Regions from separate parts of the Oryzias latipes genome. Here region 2 is linked to region 1. Evidence: chromatin contacts called from public Hi-C data. All regions are on one chromosome and are shown on one strand. Each heading gives the region's core, a stretch centred on a gene start, on an enhancer-like site or on the middle of the called end of the contact. The rest is flanking DNA. Distances are from core to core; before and after follow the strand shown. Region 1 holds the start of LOC101158803 (tumor necrosis factor ligand superfamily member 10). Region 2 overlaps clcn5 (H(+)/Cl(-) exchange transporter 5).

The links. Hi-C and Micro-C count contacts between places; a contact is called where the count stands out from the background.
Region 2: a Hi-C map of embryo shows a contact between it and region 1, with 2.4 times the contacts expected there. The contact joins the enhancer-like site here to the promoter of LOC101158803 in region 1. A contact is called at or near these places in 4 of 5 Hi-C or Micro-C datasets (embryo, fibroblasts and gastrula embryo).

Annotation. Positions count from the first base shown.
Region 1 is chr18:21,018,490-21,024,905 of ASM223467v1, reverse strand. It overlaps LOC101158803 (tumor necrosis factor ligand superfamily member 10), which reads right to left and starts at 3,235. Exons shown (of 7, transcript XM_011487639.3): 1 at 2,174-3,235. The coding sequence starts at 2,401.
Region 2 is chr18:21,091,693-21,098,108 of ASM223467v1, reverse strand. clcn5 (H(+)/Cl(-) exchange transporter 5) reads left to right here. Exons shown (of 17, transcript XM_004079943.4): 16 at 123-339; 17 at 1,758-2,615. The coding sequence ends at 1,848. Among protein-coding and RNA genes, the nearest start is that of clcn5, 22 kb to the left of the region's middle. Within about 2 kb of position 4,173, at least 1 of the 8 cell types and tissues checked has an H3K27ac peak or open chromatin away from gene starts, as enhancers often do.

The sequences.
Region 1 (6,416 bases), core at 1,986-4,485:
GATTTCCTGACACTTCGTATGAGAATAAAAAGACAGAGCATTCCTTTAAAAGAGTCTGATACATGGACAACTAAAAGAAAGTACCGGTAAAGTACTTTCTATTGTACTTACAAAAAGATCGAAAATAAAAGAAATCTGTGGAGCTGTCTGGTGTGTTTAGATCACAGCAGGTGAACAATGATCAAGTGTGCATGACACTTTTAACTCTTAACGGGAAGACTACGAACTTTGATGTTTTAGAGTTATGAAGCCACATGTGTCCCTGACACACCCACCCAGATGTCAGATGTCAGGGTTGCCCCCCCGTCGTCACCATGTGGCTCTTTTCGGTCACATCACTTTATGCAGCTGCACGGGTTACGGGGAAGAGGAGTATGACTCCATGAGAGATGTAGGACATGATAAACCAGTTTTCTAGAGAGCAGCACTGTCTGCTATAAAAAGAAACATCTTTGATTAACTTTGTGTCCAATCCAATGATAATTAAGATTAGTTGCTTTCCAATTTTTTTTAGAGATTGCTCCCTGAAGCCCCTTGTCAGAATGTTTTCCTAGAAACAGAAATACTGAGTCATGCTTAGAAAAGACCATACACTAACAATCAGATGGTCAAATAGCTTGAGGTGTACCCTTGCAGAGGATTTAGCATCCTGAAGGTTGTGCATCAATCGTTTTTCCTTGTGCAGACTTGCAAACACCTTTTGAGAAGCATCATCCACAACAAGATGCAGACTCTCATGGGTGCACGCATCTGTATCTCAAACTATATATTTTTTTATTTGCTAAAAAGCTTCAAAGGGGATGGGCTTTATGAGCTACTGCGCCTGACATGCTTCCATTTAAATGGGGGTTTAAAGACCTACTCAAATGAAAATCCTGTTTGTTTGTTTTTTAACATGTTCTTGTGACATTTTTCTAAAAATGGAGTACATAAATAAATATAAAATAAAATAATAATACAATAATTTCTTTATTAAAATTGTGTTGAATAAGAGCAGACGATAAATTTTGAAACAGCTTGTAGTTGTTGTGTAAACACTACAATCGGCAGGTCACAATCTCAACGCTCCACTCCATTCTGATGCCTCGTCTTTGTTTTTTCTCGTCTGAGCTGCTGGGTCAACACTTTACGCCTGGACAGCTGCGGTATCGCTCGCCATTTTCATTGCACCGCTAATGTTTGGCTGTGGTTGTGAGGGGCTGTAAACTAGTGGGAGAGCACGTAAACAGATGGATGACAGAAAATGAAAGCAGACTTACTCCACTCAGCAGTCCTGCCCACATGTCAGAGGTGACTTTCTAATGAACTACTGCCGCTCTGCAGAAACTATGTCCTAGATAACAACAGTTTGTTTGATTATTTTATTTTGGCTAAAATGGCATAATCATACTTAAAAGACCGCTATGAAATTAGATCAAAAGATGACTGGAGCGGGACTAAATGTTTATCTCCTGCTCAATGTTGCTCAGGCCTCAAAACAGGTATTTAGAAATGCAAGCTCCTTGTTTTTTTTAGAAACTGATGACAAACGAAACCCAAAGTGAAACTTTTTACCTGCTCGTCTTCAAACTCTTGTCATTTGTGCTTTCATTGTCAGTGGACAGAGACTGCCTCCACATTATTTCACAACACAAGAATTAAATTGACCCCCACCCCCCTCCAGGGGCGAGCCATTCAATTGCACGTTTCACCTTTTGCACACAACATCTGCAAGCCACTTCAACTAGCCGCTCCACAAATGGCTCCAATCTGGGCCTTTTACGCACGCCGCTGAACTCGTGTGTAACCGTGACCGCCGCGCAGACGCTGCCACTGCTCTGCTTCTACATTCCGGATTTAGACAAGTTCCTACAGGAAAAAGGGGGAAACCTTCAACCCCTGCAGACAAGTTCAGGACTGACCTGGGTCAAATCCACCTCCAGTGATTTGTTTACAACCCTGAATGAAATTTGGTTTAATCCTACAGCTCCCCGAAGACCCACAACTTTAAATATATTTATGCAACATGTGTCTGCAGCTCGCAGTCTCACTTTGAGGAATTTATGAACTTTTCCTTGTGGATCCAAGGTAAGACATCAGATCTGCTCTGACTGAGTCAGTGGCACGTTTTTATCCCCCAAACTGTTCTCTGGGGCAAAAATCCATTGGGTTCAGAGATGAAGGCGCGTCTTACCTGTGATATGGACATGTTTAGGTAGACAAAGAGTCCGGTGGTGGAGGCGATCTGCAACACCACCACGACAATCACCACCATCGCCAACCACATCTTGGACGGCGTCTCCCGGCGCGCCGCCCCACTCGGCCCGCCGGTGGGGACCATCATGTAGGTGGTGGAGTCGCTGCTCACCGATCTGAAGTAATCCTGCTGCTGCTGCTGCTGCTGTGCGCTCGGAGTGGCCATGGCATTCCCGACGCATTAGGATAGCACACAATCAGAAAAGCAGCAATAGCCGTCTACGGAGTACAACCACGGACTGGAACAAAGTTCGATTCCCATGCGGTCGCCAGCCGGCAGGACCTTTGGCTTTTCCAGTCCGAGCTCCGCGGATGAGGTGAGGGAAAGCCCTCTCAGAGTTCCAGATCGGACATGTCCGTGTCTGTTGAACGCTCAGCTGCCGGGAGAGGAGGAATTTATAAAAAGAGAGGTGGTTGGAGGAGGTAGCAGCACTAGTGGGACGAGAGCGCAGCAAAGAGGGGCAGGGTTAACCTCTTCATCACCCTGGAGCTGTGGAGGAATGCGCACCCGCATTCGCGCCCACGCGCTGCTTTTTTGTTTCTAGTCACGACGTGAGGCTCGGACGCGGACATCACGCTCTACCACCGCAAAAAAGAGAACAACACAATCAACAATACTCTTTAAAGTCTGCAAAACTCACATCCATCTACAGAACTGGGGATTTCCGCCCCTAAGGGAGTCGGTTGGGGCCAAAGTTTCCAAACTTCTCAGTGACTGAGTTTCATTGACACGTTTTCTACGAGGTTTGCAGGAGAAAACACGTATAAGACAAAGAAACAACAACAAAACGCCTAAAAACGGGTTTCTATTGTCCTGTTTTTGTGTGTGCGCGCGTGCTTACATGCATACGATCAAAAGTTTTGATTGATTTTGGAGTGGTCGCATGGCCTGCAGAGGGCGCTCTTTTTCATGCTCCTCGGGCTTTTATTTGTATGCCGGATATCTGCACGTTTTGCTGAGATGAGCAATGTAAAACATAAACTAAATGTAAAATATTGTAAAATAAAGTCCATGTTTGCATTAAACAGATTGATCCTGTAATAAGGACATTTAATGTTTACAACCACTCTGGAGATCAAGCATCAAGGTAAATGATGATAACAATATTAATACAAACAAAACAAGATAAAAATTATACAACTCTTAAAAATCTCTCATTGTATAAAGTGAATGCATAGCCAGAAAAAAGAAACACTAGAACCAAACCTATAATCCAGCTAGATCTTTAATGAATGTACTAAAACGGATTTCTGAGTAAAATATATTCAACGACAGAAATTAGGGTTTTTTCCTCTTTGTCTTCTTTTTCTTTTTCTAGTGTTTACCAGCGCATGTTGGCCACAGACAGTTGGAAGAGGCTTGGTGCAAAATGTCAAAGCGGTGCAAATCTCATGAATCTTGCTCCATGCAGGTTTTTTCTTTCTCAGCTCTAGTCCGATATATGAAACACTTGGTGTTGTATAATTCCGGCTGGGCACAAACCCCTGTTATTAATTTCTTCTCCATGACCAATTTTCCAACAGTTGGCCCTTCTGTGAATTAAAAGGGACGCCATCCAAACGTCACTACCCAACACGAGCCCCTGATTGTCAAAGTTTGACCTGGTTTACCTCTCAATACCTGTTCAACATCCACTCATTCGTAAACACATTCATAGCTAAAACATAAGAGTTTCGAACACAGAAGTAAGAAATCCGCTTTTATGCACATTTACATAGACCTTTTGATGGAAGTGGTTCCCTGAACATGCATTGCAGAGGGCGGTGTGTACGTAGCTTAACAGTTTGATCCTATTTTTTCTTTAACCCTTGTGCTATCTTAGATGACCCCACCCTTACATTGACGTGTTCTCCCTACCATGACAAAGGTGGATAAAGGTGGAAAGATTTCATGTAATCCATGGAGACCAGTGAGGTTCACAAATCATTGAAGAAAAAAGGTTCAGCGCACTGTCTAGTGGGTCTAGATGACCCAACTCCCAAAGTTAAAGTGCCTAGGATAGCACAAGGGTTAATACTTTAAACCCTCCATGTGACAAAACCACCACACTGACCTCACCAGCCAAAAAAATAAAAATAGAAATTCACATAAATTAAAGGCAAAGTCAAGCTTGAATGCGATAACTGCGTTGTAGTTAAACGTCTGCTAAATGTTTCAGTCAATCCTAAACCACAAAAAAGCAGAGCAGCTTAGCATCAGTCACTGTGTTTGTCGTTATACAACACACATTCTCCCGCAAACACACTATAAAGAGTGAAATATGAGGAAACAAATTTATTTTCTTTCTTTCATATTTAAGCCACCACAGAGCTGGCCAGCAATTCATGCACATGTGCGTGTAATGGTTAAAAAACAGAGCTCTTTAATAAAGATTAAAGGCAGATGGGACAGGATTGCTTTCATTCTAGCTGCTCTGGACAGTCTCTTCGATGGGCTCTTCTCATCTTAAATCAAGGAGTTATTAGTGATTATTTTTCAAAGCAGCAAATAATTTGAAAACCCATGCAGGAAAATGAAGTTTTCCATTCAGAAACAACAGTGACGCTTCCATAAAAACACCCACGCGGAGGCCAAATGGAAGAAAATGGCAGTAATTCAGATTGGTGTAGCTGTATCTCAGATGCTGTTCAGCATGCAAATGTGCATCACATGCAGGATGCATTCAGCCTTTTCTCAATTAAAAGCAGATGCATAAAAAAAAGCTAATTTACACAAGACAGTTGAAGAGTTTGAAATTATTTTGGAATTCAGTGCAACAGAATGTATGATCACTATTCTAGGATGTTTATTGATAAATTGTTACACAAATAAAAATTGATTAAATACTTAATGTATTTTTGGTGTTTATTAGGGGTGTAACAATTCATAGACTCCATCAATGAATCAATTTATATTCCTACGATCCAACCAGATCAACCAAGTGCATCACAGCAGATAACACGTGCTGCACCAAAAAATGATCACGCCATCATTCCAGTCCAATGTGTGGAAACACTTTGGGCGGGTTCGGCCAGGTTCTCCGTCTTCCCTCTTACCATCCGACGTGAGCCATTTTGCAGTTTAAACCAGGGGGTATGGGCTGGAAACAACCACAAGGCAAACCCCGTACTCGGTGGACAGACGTCATTGCGGGAGATGTTAAACCTTATGGGGTTGCCATGAAGGATGCTGAGCTTCTGGCACAAGACCGGAAAAAATGGAAGACCCTTGTTTTTTTGGTCAGCTCTACACACTGGGAAGGGGCATCGCCCCCCCCTGCAAGAGTCTTGATGATGATGACGGGCTGAACTTTTAGAAACTAAAACATGAATGGACTTGTCATTATTTATTAAAGGCAGGTCCAAAGTACGGCCAGCGTTTATATTTTCATGGGCCCGCAGGGTCCTTCAATTTTTTTGCAAGGCCGTTCACATTTCCAATTAAATGCAAACTTTTGTGATCTCCTGTGTGACCGTGAAATGACCCAGAAGTGACCTGCATGCGCAGAAGAGTCCTCAACCGTGAACAACGTCACGTGTTGTTTGCGGAAGTAGCGAACGTTAATGGATGTCAACATCGCTGGGCTTATCCCCCAAAATGCGGTCCAGCTCTTGGTAACATGGACAGGTGATACGTTGACGGCCACTTCGTTAGTTCCATTCTTTAACCTCCTTGTATTTGGCTCGGAGGCTTTTTATTTTTCGCTGGCATTGGAGCCAGAATCGTCTGTACCCACGCTCGGCCATTTCGCTGGAAATTTTTTCAAAAACCGCCCGGTTGTGATAAGAGCCCTCGAGTTTGGCCTGAATAGAGCTGTCACCCCAAATATTAATCCAATTGGTGACCTTCCCTTTCACTGACTGGTCTCAGCAGCATCATCTGCCATGGTTGTTGTTTATGTTCTCATTCCCGCCTACTTCAACGCAGAATTATGACTTTTGTAGCATATCAATGATGTACGGATACATGTGGCCTGACCGTTCAGACTGAGGTCGCATTTCAAAAGATCGGATACGTATCGGATTCAGGACCACATACCCAAGTGGCCTGGGTCACATTTGAAAAGATCGGATCAGTATCATTCAGACTGTCATGAAAAGATCAGATACAGGTCGCAAAGGGGCAAAAAAATCGGAATTGGGTCGTTTCAGCCTGCAGTGTGAACGTAGCCTTGGTTTAAAGTCATTTTAACTTGTTACAA
Region 2 (6,416 bases), core at 2,924-5,423, 72 kb before region 1:
TAAAAGAATGTCATTTGCATATATGTGTGTTTATTCATTCTACTGATTTTTTTTAATTTTGCGGGTATTTAGAATGGTTTGGCCTCTGTCTCTTATGTTTCTCAATCTACTCTGTTAACCAGACAACGCCCGGAAGCGTCAGGACGGAATCGTCAGTGCCTCCCAGGTGGTATTTACCGAGCACCTCCCACCGCTGTCTCCTGAGGCTCCGCCTCCACTGCCCCTCAGAGGCATCATGGACCTCAGCCCCTTCACGGTTACAGACCACACCCCTATTGACATCACTGTGGATATCTTCAGGAAATTGGGGCTACGCCAGTGTCTAGTTACACATAATGGGTGAGGGACTAATACATTGTTTGTTTTGTTTAGTATATTACATCAAATTACTGGTATCCATAAAACATTTTCTGATCTGAACAGCAAATGTCACACAAACACTTCACTCAATGCAAAACCTTTGAAAGATAACAAAGACCATTAAGAAGGCAAAACAAATAATAAACATTACATTTTAGAAATCAAAACAAAATTCCATAAACCAAAAGACAATTCCCAAAAGAATGAAATGAAATAATTCTAAAAATGTTCAGAAAACAAAAGTAATTTCAAAAGGAAATGTTAAAAACTGGAAAAGGTAGTTACTCCGGGACATCTCTGGCCATGGTGCAAAGGTAGAGCGGTTGACCTCTGATCGGGAGATTGCAGGTTTGATCCAGCTACTGCCCGCCCATGTGTTGAAGTGTCCTTGGGCAAGACACTGAACCCCACATTGCTCTAGGTGGTTGTTGGTTGGTGTCAGTGTTTGGCAGTGTTGTGTGTGTGATTGTGTGTGTGTGTGTGTGTGTGTGCATGGATGAATGGGACTGTGAGTGTAAAGCGCTTTGGATCTTAAAGGAAAGTAGCAATGTGCTAGATACCTTTCTGCTGCTTATCATTTCTCTGATGCGTAGTCTTTTTACACTTTTCCATCTCTGTCAATATTATTAAAGCTACCAGTGAGTCTTTAGCAGGAACGGACATTTCTCTTAAGAATCTTTGGGAAATGTAAAAAGGTGCTTCACCACAAAGCTGAGGTACTTCCTGTTGGGAAAACCAGATTTGTTTGAGTTTTATCAGAGGACCGTCATCCGTTTGTCCTCAGTTTTCTTAAGTGCACTATAAGGTGCACTTAAGCCTTCAATGTCTTCAAAAAACAGCAGTCCGCCTTATATTTGGAGTAATTGTGACTGTTTACTGATATTAAAAGTACACAGCGCTTATGTCCAAATGTTTGGCCGGGTGTTGAGCTGCATCAGTCTTTTTTAATGTGTGTTATAAACGAGAGTGGGAGTTGCATATATGGTAAATATGCCCATGCTTCTAATATGTAGCGGGTCACAAACAAGTTGCAGTTAATCATTTAACCCTTGTGGCGTCCTATGGGGTCAAGATGACCATTGACGTGTTCTCCCTACCGTGACAAAGGTGGAAAGATTTCATGTAATCCATGGACACCAGTGAAGATCACAAATCATTGAAGAAAAAAAGGTTCAGCCACTGTCTAGTGGGTCTAGATGACCCAACTCCCAACGTTAAAAGGGACTTATCTCTGACTATTTAAGTTTGCTCTATAACTCTTCTATTTGACATAAATTCAAAACTAGACCATTCGTTGATGGTGCTTCCTGTAGTGCAGAAAACACAGTATATCAACAAAGTATGAAATGCCTGAATATTCCTTTATATTTTGGTTTCTTTACCCGTTTGCTTTTTAGGAAACTGCTGGGCATCATCACGAAAAAGGACGTGCTCAAACACATGGCACAGATTGCCAACAGAGACCCTGACTCCATCCTCTTCAACTGAGCTTCATCGTCAGAAGAAGAAACGAGCTTTACCTCATCAAACCTGTGAAGGCACAGACACTTGATCTTCATTTGCACAACTGAACTATGGACAAAGAAATTTGTCAGTAATTTGGAGACATTTTTGGCTCCATAATGTACCACTCCAAAAACAAAACAATGCATTAACAGAGACTTGTTCAGATTATTAAAGGAAAAGAGTTTAAATGAAGATTATTTCACATTTTATTTTTGGCATTCTTGTTTCCTCTTTTTTCTTTTTTCAAAAGCTATTTGAATAGATGTTGCCATCAGCTGTCCTCTTTTTCCTGTGATTTTAACCTTCATTTTGCTTCTCCTGAACACTTGATACTAACATGAAGGAAGAGAAGTTGATGTCCCATGATGCATTGCAAGAACTTCAAAGGGAAGGAAGAGAAAATACTGGGAGATTTAGATAGTGGGGGGCATCCCCCTCCAGCTCAGACAGAGCCCCCGAAGCAGGCCAAGTGGCTCTGACGCAAAGGATCCTGGGTAAAGTGGTATGCACGAGTGTGCCGGGAGCAGTGCAGTCTGGGAACTCCCCATTCCTGCCTTTTCTTAGAGACGCTTGAGATTTGTTAAAAAAAAAAAAGCCTGGGAACTCTTCCATGTTTTTGGGCCTCTCAGACCGGCGGTAGTGATCAGGTTCCAGAAGTTTGTGGCGTTTCCGAGCTGCTGGAAGTAAGAATCGCAACAATTATTTATGTAAATGTGAAATGATTTGTCTTAGTAAATTATTCCACCTGAGTTGTCCGCCTCTTATGTCTTTTTGTTTCTTAACTTGTTTATTTGGGATGAAAGCAAAAAGTTTTGTTTTTATATGAACTAGTTAGTATTGTAATTATTACTGTAATTTAATTTAAAAAAAATGTATTTTGAAATGTACGATAACCTGTACTGAGAAGGCAGGGCAATATGCAGCAGAAAACCCATATGTGCACCAGAAGACCATGAAAGGAGCCTACAGGGATTGGAACCTCCTCACAAGAGGCAACAGGGAGTAGCCATTGTAAATAAAAAAAACAGGAGCAAATGAGTGTGACGTCACCCTTAGAAAATGGCTTTCTTCAGGCTCCTGTCCTGCCTGCATTTTTTTCACAAAATGGACAATGTTGGAGCCAGATGACATAGTTAGCAGTAATTGGTCCAAATTAGTTTAAGTCATCGCCAATCAGTAGTGAGTAGGTTAGAAGACCACACCCTTTCCATTGAAATCAGGCTCGGGAGAATCTGTCAAACGTTTTGAGTGTTCAAGACCACATACTTTTATTGAGGCATGAGATGATCAGTTTATAATATGAATAACTTCCACGACAGAAAAAATATGGAATAAAATTAGGATTAGCAAAAACATTTCTTAAAAAATGATTAGCATAGAAAGAATGGTTATTATGACAAATGGAATGTCTGAATAATAACGCTTTATTTCTCCATAGATGTCTATGGGATTTTGGCTTCTTGGAGCCGACGGGTACTTCCTGTTTGGAACGCCAGGGGGGAGGGGTTTCTCTGTCCAGCTCTCTTACAGTCAATGGGCTAACCCCCACACCAACTTGTAGCCTTTAAAATAACAAATTGATGCTGATCTGATGTTTCAAACATCAGCACGATCAGATCTGGCTGCATAAAATCCATTAGAACCCCTCTCACAGTTTAGTCATAACTCATTCTCAGTCTGGATCCAACTTTTGCTTCATCTTTGTATCCGTTTTCCTTTATTCACATCTGCTGCCACAAAGGCTTTGCCTAAAACAACTAGAATAATTGTGTTTTTCAAGTCATTGTAAACAGGACTTTACTCAAAGTGTTTTATCACATATGACATACTGATTGTGGTTAAAACGTAAACATAAACCAACATATCTTTCCCCTAATAATTTTGAAGAAAACCATATACTTTTAAATTCTTTATCAGAATCACTGAACAGCTATAATAACTGGTAAAACCAAATATATAATAACAGTAGGGCAACAGTTTACTTCAGTCTGCAGATGTTCCTGCTGTTTCCAGCTGGAGCTCATGTTTGGCCCCCAAAAGCTGTGCAGATGAGGTAGAGGAGGAGGAGGAGGAGGAATTGCGTTTTTTGCATAGTGTTTGCTTGTGGGGCATTTGATACGCCTGTGCCTGTTACATTTTCTGTGTGACTGTGACTCGTGTTTCAGTTTGGAGGTTTTAGAGAATGTGATGTTCATTGCAGCCGGATTGTAATGATTGAGCACATTCTTGATGGCCGTTCCTGTCTGCTTTCTGCGCCTTCACATGAGGCTCAGGTTACCGAGCCACTCTGAGGTTCCATGTTCTCACATCTCAAACACACACCCACACACACACACACACACACAAACAGCATTTGTGTCACAACCTGCTTTCTCTTCTGCTTGTTGTCTCAGAGTTTGGCTTCTTTGAGTCACGTCCTCCCCCGTATCAAGTTGTATTGCTCTCTGTAAATGTTAAATGCATTTCGAAACTGGAGGAACATTTTTGACAGGTAAACCAGTTCTTAATGTTTTCTAAGTATTAGATCCATCTCACCCACAGTTGTGCACTTTCTGTCATATTAATAAATATTGCTTGAAAGGGAGTGGAAGGAAGCGAACTTATATAATCCCACCCCAGTTCTACCGTAACCATTTTATTACATGATTTATCAATATCCGGTTCCTAGCTTTTATCAGGCAGAATTAAGAATGTTGAAATATCAATAAAGCACATGACAAAGATGAATTACTTCAATTATTTTGTAAAAAATAACTTTTAGAAATCAACATGGCAATGAAGTATCCAAAATATATGCAGATTATGTTACTTAAAAAAAGTAATTGTTATGATAAAAAAATAATACTATATCAGTAAAATAGACATAACACTGTTTCAGGAATTTTTATAGCAAAGTTGCAAAATTTGATCAAGTATCAAAAGTTAAAAATATGTGCAAAATTATGTTACATTAGGAAAAAATCATGAATCAATTTATCAATTTATTTGGAGCAAGTGAAGTAAAATCATTAAAAGTCAATCAATGTTACCATTTTTAATAATTGATTAATCTTTTGTTTTATTTTTTTTGTATTTTTTATGATAAAGTAATGCTGAGAAGAAAAATAAGAAGGGTCCATATTTTGTCGAATGACCAAGGTTGGCATTTCTTCTTTTACTGATTAACAGCCATACTTCTGGGTTTGAACTGTTAAATAAACTAAAAAGATGAGTCCATTAAAAATGAGGGGGAAGTGTGTTCTACTCTTACTCATTAATGTCTCACTTTTCAGAGATTCTTCAACAGTTTAAGATATTTCATGCTGACACGATAGTTTGTTTTCCACAAATGTAGATCTGAGTGCTTTGGTCTTTTCTGTTTAAACAATATTTCTTGATTAAAATATCCATGTGTGTTTTTCTTCTTGAATTGCAATTTCTATTTTTTTAGAGCTAGACAAATCCGTTAGGTTTTCTTCCTAGAGGTCTTTGTACAGTTTAGTTGCCAGTGAATCCTGTTTGATTACACAACAGTATAATTGCAAAGAGACTATTTATCAAATCCAAGAAGGATCCTGAAGCAAGGACAGTGTAGAGCACTGTACATTATTTTTACAACTCTCAGTTCTACTCTAGAGCAGTGTATATTTGTATGTCAGCAAAAGTCAGCAAAAGTAATAAAGTGCTGTTGAAAAGGTAAAGAGAGTTCAGGAAGGCTAGATTCTCTCTGAAGCTTACAAGAGAAAAACTCACAGAGATGAGAAACAATGGATCCAAAGACCAAGGACCCTTTAGAACTCATGCACTAAGATTTCAGAGCATCAATGCCGACAGCAAACATGGAAAGATGCAAATATGCACTTTACAGTATTTATGCTTTTTTTCTGAAATCAAAAAGTAACATTTCTACCATGAGATTCTTGGCTGCATCTCACCTTATGGAGAAGTTCGATGTATTTGTTCTGACAAGGCCACAGACTTCAGCAATAAAGATTGTCAAACACTATTAACAAAACATAGGATAAAGCCTGAGACATCTGCATTCAACCTGCCAGAGCAGAGAGAATGAACACTCAGTGAAATGAGTAAAAGCTGGTGTCACAGCAGATGCACAAAAGAAAATGCCACATAAGCTATTTACAGGCAAAGGGGCAAAGCTGCCCAAACTGCAGGGTTTTAGATCTGTGGGTTTTGCCTGCAAGCAAGAAAAGATAAACCTAGACTCCAAATGTGAGTGAGGAGTTTTCAGAATAACAAAAACAGCCCAGCTCTTCTGTTGCAGCATCCAGACATAGACAGGTTTAAAACCACACGCTGGTGAAATTCACAGCCAAGACCACCAAGAAAGAGCAAGTCACACAATAGACGAGTGTACTGAAAACGATGCTAAGTGTAGATATCCTGAGATCGCTAAAGATTGATTCGTGATAAAAGTGTGGAATGTAAACCAAATCCGTGATGGCTGGGATTTTTATAAGACTGTTTGTGTACAAGTAAAGCCAGTGAGACAACGACCACGAGGAACTGACCATGAAGACATCGGGGCACCTACAGGACTGATAGACTGACAA